2 separate regions of the Mus musculus genome follow, and region 1 is linked to region 2. Evidence: chromatin contacts called from public Hi-C data. All regions are on one chromosome and are shown on one strand. Each heading gives the region's core, a stretch centred on a gene start, on an enhancer-like site or on the middle of the called end of the contact. The rest is flanking DNA. Distances are from core to core; before and after follow the strand shown. Region 1 overlaps Aff3 (AF4/FMR2 family, member 3). Region 2 overlaps Aff3 (AF4/FMR2 family, member 3).

What was found. A called contact is a pair of places that touch in the nucleus more often than the background predicts.
Region 1: a Hi-C map of the G1E-ER4 cell line shows a contact between it and region 2, with 3 times the contacts expected there. The contact joins two enhancer-like sites. A contact is called at or near these places in 2 of 39 promoter capture datasets (the 3T3-L1 cell line and hippocampal neurons), 13 of 484 Hi-C or Micro-C datasets (the 3T3-L1 cell line, the C10 cell line, the C2C12 cell line and 7 more), 1 of 115 datasets of contacts at active chromatin or transcription factors (embryonic stem cells) and 1 of 9 other capture datasets (liver).

What each region holds. Positions count from the first base shown.
Region 1 is chr1:38,496,273-38,499,718 of GRCm38.p6, forward strand. All of the region lies in intron 4 of Aff3 (AF4/FMR2 family, member 3), which reads right to left. Among named protein-coding and RNA genes, the nearest start is that of Aff3, 130 kb to the right of the region's middle. Within about 2 kb of position 1,534, at least 19 of the 459 cell types and tissues checked have an H3K27ac peak or open chromatin away from gene starts, as enhancers often do. A contact at or near this core is called in the G1E-ER4 cell line, where this site is marked.
Region 2 is chr1:38,391,637-38,395,293 of GRCm38.p6, forward strand. All of the region lies in intron 5 of Aff3 (AF4/FMR2 family, member 3), which reads right to left. Among named protein-coding and RNA genes, the nearest start is that of Gm16150, 170 kb to the left of the region's middle. Within about 2 kb of position 2,040, at least 62 of the 459 cell types and tissues checked have an H3K27ac peak or open chromatin away from gene starts, as enhancers often do. A contact at or near this core is called in the G1E-ER4 cell line, where this site is marked.

The DNA.
Region 1 (3,446 bases), core at 284-2,783, 100 kb after region 2:
AATGTTAATAATGGACCAGCATCCTCAATGCTTACAAGGTACCCCATCCTCTGACTCAGTGCCTGTCATGATTGGCATTGAGAGTAAGCTTTGTCAACCCAGTACATTTGAACCCACACATTCAACTAATGGCCGATAGCTGAGTTCCAGTTCCAAAATACCTCCCATGCCTTCCACCTTTTGTCCAAACTCAAACGATTCCAGTTCCACCAGGGTACGTGACTACTGTTCTTGACAGACTTCCCTGATTCCCTCCACAGTCTCTGGGGTCTCTCCCTTTGAATACATTTGGGATCATGCCATGGCTCACCATGTTCTAAGGGAGCCAAGCACTAAATCTCACCTACAGCGACAGTTCACTGAACCAGGCATATGCATTTAGTTGAGACTGTCTAAGACCTGGGCTTCGTATCCCTTAGCCTCAGATGACTTTACCTTCATTCTGTCCTACAGACCCATTCAGCTCAGAAATCCCTCTCCTAGTCCTCCTACCCAGAATGGACGAGTCCTTCCTCTCTGCCATACAACCTTTGACAGCACTACTATTCTTCCGGTCGTATGCTTCACTGTTTCACAGATGCCAAGCTCAGCAAGCAATTAGCTTCATTTCCATCAGATTTTAGAACCTGCTTTGCCCTGAAGTGATAGAGATTCTATTTTTCTCTCAACCATGTATTTTCCTCATTTTGCTTCCCTAACTCAATTTTAATTATCCCCAAACCGAAAGCATTTAAGACTTAAGAATGCCTACTCTCTGACACAACCATGCAAGATGAAAGGATATTTAACCTCAGGCTGGGTGTTCCAACCGCCTGCAATTAAAGCACTCCATCTCCCTCGCTCGCTCGCTCGCTCGCTCTCCCCACACACTTGGGTTGACTCTATGATTAAAAAAGAAAACGATTTCATTACAGATAATTTAGTTGACATTTTTGCTTTGGTACAGCTTGGAGTTGAGATGGCTTTCGCTGTCACAAGATAATTTAGCATGCAGTAGCATCAAGAAACACAAAGCAAGAGTGCCCTTAACATGTGCAAGGCATATGGGGGAAAGGCAAAGCAAGGCGAGCCACAGGGAAGTTGGTCATAAAATACCTGTGAAGCTACAGCATCTTGAGGCAGGAAGGAGGATGCCCTGAGGCTACTTCCCTGAGCCCTCAACATCTTCCTCCTCCTCCTCCTCCTCCTCCTCCTCCTCCTCCTTCTCCCCCTTTTCCCCTCCTCCTTCTCTTCCCCTTTCTCCCCCTCCTTCTCTTCCTCTCCTTCCTCCTCCTCTTCCCCCCTTCCTCCTTCTCTTTCTCCTCCTCCTCTTCCTCCTCCTCCTCTTCCTCCTCCTCCCCTTCCTCCTCTTTCTCTTCCTGCTCCTGCTCCTCCTCAAGCTCCTCCAAAGTGGCCAAAGTCATACCTTCTTGGTTGTGTGCTGAAACTGAGTAGTGCGCCTCTGCATGACAAGGAAGCTAAAGAGTGCATGGAGCAGAGAGAACACAGGATGCTTTGGAGTAGGATGCTGTCAACTGACCTTTGCCCTGCTCCTGCGTTCTCTGCAAGAGCCCAGGAGAAAGTGGGGGGGCGGGCACAGGAGCGCACTCTGCTTCCAGCTGTCCTCTGCAGGAGTCCCGGGGGTGGGGGAGAGTGGGGGGTGAACAGGGGAACAGAAGTCTGCTTTCTACTGTGCTCTGTGGGAGGCGATGAGGGTCAAGGAGGAGAGAGGCACTCTTCTGGTTTTTGCTCTCCCCCAATTTCTTGCTGCTTTGGTGCAGAAAGAAGGAGTTAACCCAAGCGGCCCCTCAGATGTGCACTCGGCCGGCTGGCTTCATTAGGACTTTGCCAGGTGTCCAACCGCAGAGCTTTTTGTATTTACACCTTCAAAGACAACGCCCACACTCATCTTTTTTGCTGACTGGTGACCTGAGTTGACCTCGGAGAATGTGTGCTAATTGGTGGGAAGATCCACATTTGGGCATCTCTAGCATACAGGGATGTATAGCGTCAACTTCCATGTCTGTGGGGACATCAATTACTTCTTTCTTCCCTTTAGACTTTGAATTTTTCCCTGTCCTTGGCACAGTAATCCCACATATTTCCAGGGCCTGGGATGATGATGGAGCCATGGAAACAGTGTACAGGGATCAGGTCTTGGTCAGGGGTATGGGGTCACTCACACAGTCACCATTTCTTTCTGTTGAGAACATTCAAAAATCTTCTCTACTTTGAAAAAATGCAATTAATTCCTGTCAAACATAGTTACCCTATCGTGCGGTAAAACACGAGGAAAGAGAAGGTAGATATTGCTCCTAGCCAAGTGTACTATGCATGAGGTAACCATCTGTTCTATCACAACCCTTGCAGGAAATTATAGTCAGTAGTTTTAGTTTCTACATACAAATGAGAACACACACTATCCATCTTCCTGGGCTTGACCTATTTTACTTATCAACAGAAAGTTCTTCATCTAAAACCTGGTCCCCCATACCATGCAAATACACATGAAGATGAAGAAAGTCCTGCCAATCTAATTAATAATTCTAAGTGTATATATCTATTATATTTTGTAATTAGGGTCTGCGAAATTTTATAGGGACTCGCCACACCTGCACCATACGTTTATATAATGGTAAGAGCACAGGCATCCAGATATGATCCATCCCGGAGTCTAATAGCTCTCTCCGTAGCACTCTCTAGACACGGCCTGTGAGGAAACATAATGTCACATAATGTGTTCAAATGGGGCCCCATTGGTAAGTGGTAAAGAACTGTTCCAGTAAGAGACAGGCATGGAAAGATGGTTTTCTTTTTAGTCATTCACTCAATGGCTGACAGAAAACTGAGGTTGTCCTCATTCAGATCCAAAGAAAGACATGTCCCCACTGTCTTCTGCAGACTCGCTCTCCGCCCGTGACCCTGAGGGAGCATTTTCTTCTTCATCATTTCAACTCTCAAATGCTCCTTTTCTGTTCCCACAGCTTGGAAGCTCTCCAATGTTCATCCCGTCCCTCTTCCTCTCCTCACTCTCTCCTCCAGGCCTGCTCTTCCTCCTCCATGCTCACCTCCCCTTTTTTCACAACAAACCTTAGTTTACAGATAAAATATCCCAGAAGTAGGCTGGTGGTCCTTGTCTATACTCCAGCCCTCGGGAGGAGGAGCCTGGAGAATCAGGAGTTCAAGTCTGGCTTTGGCTACATGAGAACCTCATCTCCCGCAAGCTGTTTCATCATTCTCTGCCCCCATCACTGAAATCCTCCTCACAGGCTTAGATTCTCACAACACTCCACCTTCTGACATTCGGGAACCATTCACGTTTCTCACCCCAGCCCTCTCCTATCGAAGCTCCTCTTCCTGCAGTCTCTGATAAGGCTTATCTCCCCTTCCTTGCTCCTGGGGGGATCCAGTGGCTTGCTACTGGCTCCCCGTAACACAGCGTTTTTAGTTTCCTGTTTTTGCTCTAA
Region 2 (3,657 bases), core at 790-3,289:
TTGTTTTAAAGTTCTACTATCTGTGCTGTAGTAGATTTTGGTGGGGACCACTGCTTTGCCTCTTCCAAAAAAAAATATATATTTTTTTCTTTTTGGATGCGTCTGCACACCCACTCTTCTAAACAACCATCCTGGCAGTGTCATTAGATACTGATGTAAACAAATTCCATGCTGTGCAGTGAAATGCTCCTCCAGTGGCCTTGGTTTTGTTCTTTATTTGGAGGTCTGTGTTCATGTATCCAGGAAGTGAGGTACACGTGAGTTCCCCTGGGACTTGCACTTTGTCTCCCCCCTTTGCAAAGCTCTTCTACTTTATACCCTACTATGTTTTTTGACTTTGTGTTCAAGAACGGAGTCAGGGAAGAAAGATGGTGTCTATGCTCTGATTGCTACTCGGGCTTCCACTGGGGTCCTGACAGGGCATCCCTCTTGAGCCTTCTAGCCCATTGGCCATTGCACAAATCCCTACCCTTCCCCAAGGAGTAGCACTTTAGCTTCCTCCTGTCCTCCCCTGGTCAGCGAGGCTTCCAGCAGGGTCCCTCATGATGCATTTCTGGTACGCCTGCTTTTGTGCCCCGGGGCTGAGAGAAGGTGAGTGTATGTTTTGGCAGAGGCTGTAGCTGCTGTAGCTGTTGCTCACTCCCCTCCTCTGTAGAGGGATGCAGCTCTGCAGGCTGACCTTCTGTGTCCTTCCTGTAAGCTGAGACTCTGATCAGGAAGAGAGGCAGGGTACATGGGTCTGTCTGGATGGATGTTCATAGGTGAGGTCAGGATTCTCCCAGGTCTCCCCTACAGGTGCCAGGTAGAGACAAAACCTGCCAGAGGGGGCGAACCTACTAGCATGAATTGTTCATGGCTGTGAGCCTACCTTTAACCTTTAGCAAGTATTTCAGTTTCTAGTTGGACTTCTCATAGGTATCATGGCCTTGATTATTCTCTCATGTAAGTAACACCCAGGTCTCGTGTTGTCCTGAAGCGCCCCCTGCCCCCAACATACACACACTCTATAGCTTGAGCTGTTTGCTCTGCAACTTGAGGTCTTCTGAGTTTTGTGAAAGTCACTGATGTCCTGGTCCTCTGTCATTTTCTCTCACAGTGGGGCCAGTGTTCCTAAAGGAAGTCAGCTCTAAGCTACAAGATGATTAATATTTTAGGGAGAACTTTCTCAAGTTCTGTGCAGTTAATTCTACACCTAGTGAGACACACTGACCACTGTTGTGCTAGAAAATAAAACTCATCAAGAGACCCTGCTTCCAATGCTGGGTATTTCATGCACTGTTCTTCGTGTTTCAAGTAAACACAGGTTAACATCATGAACGATTCACACAGATGAGACCTTCCACCAAAGACCAAGCCAAGCTTGGTAATTTTGGACACTGTTTAGTTCCTACAAAGACATGAATTTTCTACATGTAAACTTCCACTTCTTCCTTCAGAGACAAAAAGCTATCAACCAACTGCTTATCAAACAAATGGCCCACCAGGGGGTGCAGTCTGCACTGGTTTCTGTTGTGGTCGCTCACTGTATGGACCTGAACTGTGGCAAAACCACTTTAAGAAGTGACTCAGAACATTCTACTGCTCCAAGAAAGACTATTCTTTGTGTTTTATTGTTTGACAAGCAATTTCAAAAGATTTTTTTTTAACACTTTTGTCTTACAAATTAGGGCCAAGTTGTAAAGAAACTAAGCAAGTATTTAAATTCCTCAGGGAAGTTCATACTAATGTTAAGTCTTTCCTATAATCAGTAATACTTTAGCAAAAAAAAAAAATTAGCAAATATCCTAGAACTATATGTTCTATACTGAGATTTCAAGTCAGCGTCATTTCTAACAAATCTGAAACGTCATTTCAACAGTAAGAACGAAGGCAGCTAACGGCTGTCAGTTCCAAAATAAAATGTTTGTTCTAGTCACAGGTTTACAGAGCTCTCCTCCAGAAGCACATGTAATGAATGAAGACACGCTGTTAGACATGCTGATTCACTGGGACACGTGAGTTCGAAAATGTATCTAGCAGGAGCCGTTCCAGGCATATGCAACAGTGGATGAGAACAGCGGCTTTCCCTGGGAAAATGAGTGTGCCCCACACTGCAGTCTGCACTGGCTCTAAGTCACATGCTCAGTAAGCTACTGCTTAAGGCAGACTCAGCTGGAAACTCTTCCCCTGGCAGCCAGGAGGGCGGTGGCTTCTGCACTGCAGTCCCACCTGCTGGGTCCTTACTCTGGGTCTTTGCCTTCTCCTCCCCCTGAGATCCAGTGCTGCTCTTCCTGAGGTGACAAGGGGACTACCGTGTACCACAGGGCTCCCAGAGAGTAGTAACCACCCAGGCCATTGCAAAAAAAAAAAAAAAAAGAAAAAAGAAAAAAAAAAGTCTGGCATTTTGAGGTGTGTTGTTAAATAACTGATTATGTATGCTCCAGGCTGACACACAGGGACTATCAAAGTGTCTCTCTGCTTGCACAGTTCCTTCATGGGGTGGCTTAGACATCCAAAGCCTCGGTCCTATACTTCAGGAACAGTTAGCAGCCCCCTCCTACCCTCCACAAACAGAAACAGTCAAAGCAGCCATGATGTGTCTTCTTCAGGCTGAAGGGAGTGAGGTAGACTAGATCCAAGGGTCTTGAGGTACTTGCGCAACAGTCAGTCGGATGTTTAAAAACATGCGATTGGTTTTTGTTTTGTTTTGTTTTTTTAACACAGTTGTTCCTGGGTAGCCACTGGGGATTGGTCCCCTGAAGGCATGCAGATCTGTAAATGCTCAAATCCTTTGTGTAACACGGTACGGTTTTTGTACAAAACCTACAAATGCCTTCCCATATGGTTTATGTCATCTCTAGATGACTAGAATACCCAACACAATGTGTTGAACAATGACTAGTGACATGGAGCAAGTCTAAGCATGTAAGCACAGATGTGGACATACTAGGTCTCACATCATGGCTCAGCACTGAGGCACGAGGCAGCGGACACCACACTTGAATCGCTGGAGAGAGCCTGGGATCTGTGAGGAGGTGGAGGCTGCAGGGGCCACACCCACACATCACACACACTCAGCGACAGCCTTGGCACACCATTCAGACTGTGGAGCTGCTTTCAGGACTCGTTCCTATGCTCCACAGGCCTGGGGAGCCTGTGGGAACAGAGGACTGGCTGTACTCTGCAGGGTATAAAAGAGCCCCAGGCTGCACAGTGGGAGACCTCAGTTTAAACTCTGCTCTGTGTGCTATGGCCTCTACCTCTCTCTTTCTACCTGGAAGACAGGGAGGGCACTACAATGAGGGAACACGGGTAACTCATGTGAAGGACACCCCAGCAGCACATGTTAAGCCAGGCTGCAGGGAATAGTGGAATAATTGAAGCATACTTCCAATCATGGAACTTGTTTAGCCTCGGATATTTCCTTTCATGTTTATGGGTAAAGGGTTCAGGACATGTCCTCTGAAGGTCTGTGAGTTTTCCTGACACTAACACAGTAGGCTTTGGGTGGAGGGATTTTCAAACCCAAATGATTGCTAATCTTGTTTCTTAAATATTCCTTCTGACTTACTACTTTGTTCTCTGGCCCTTTAGTTGAGTTTCCTGTAGAGGCATGTGCTTTTGCTTTTGATGTGGCACATACTTGAAAAAAAAAAACCTTATTAAACAGAGGAGCCC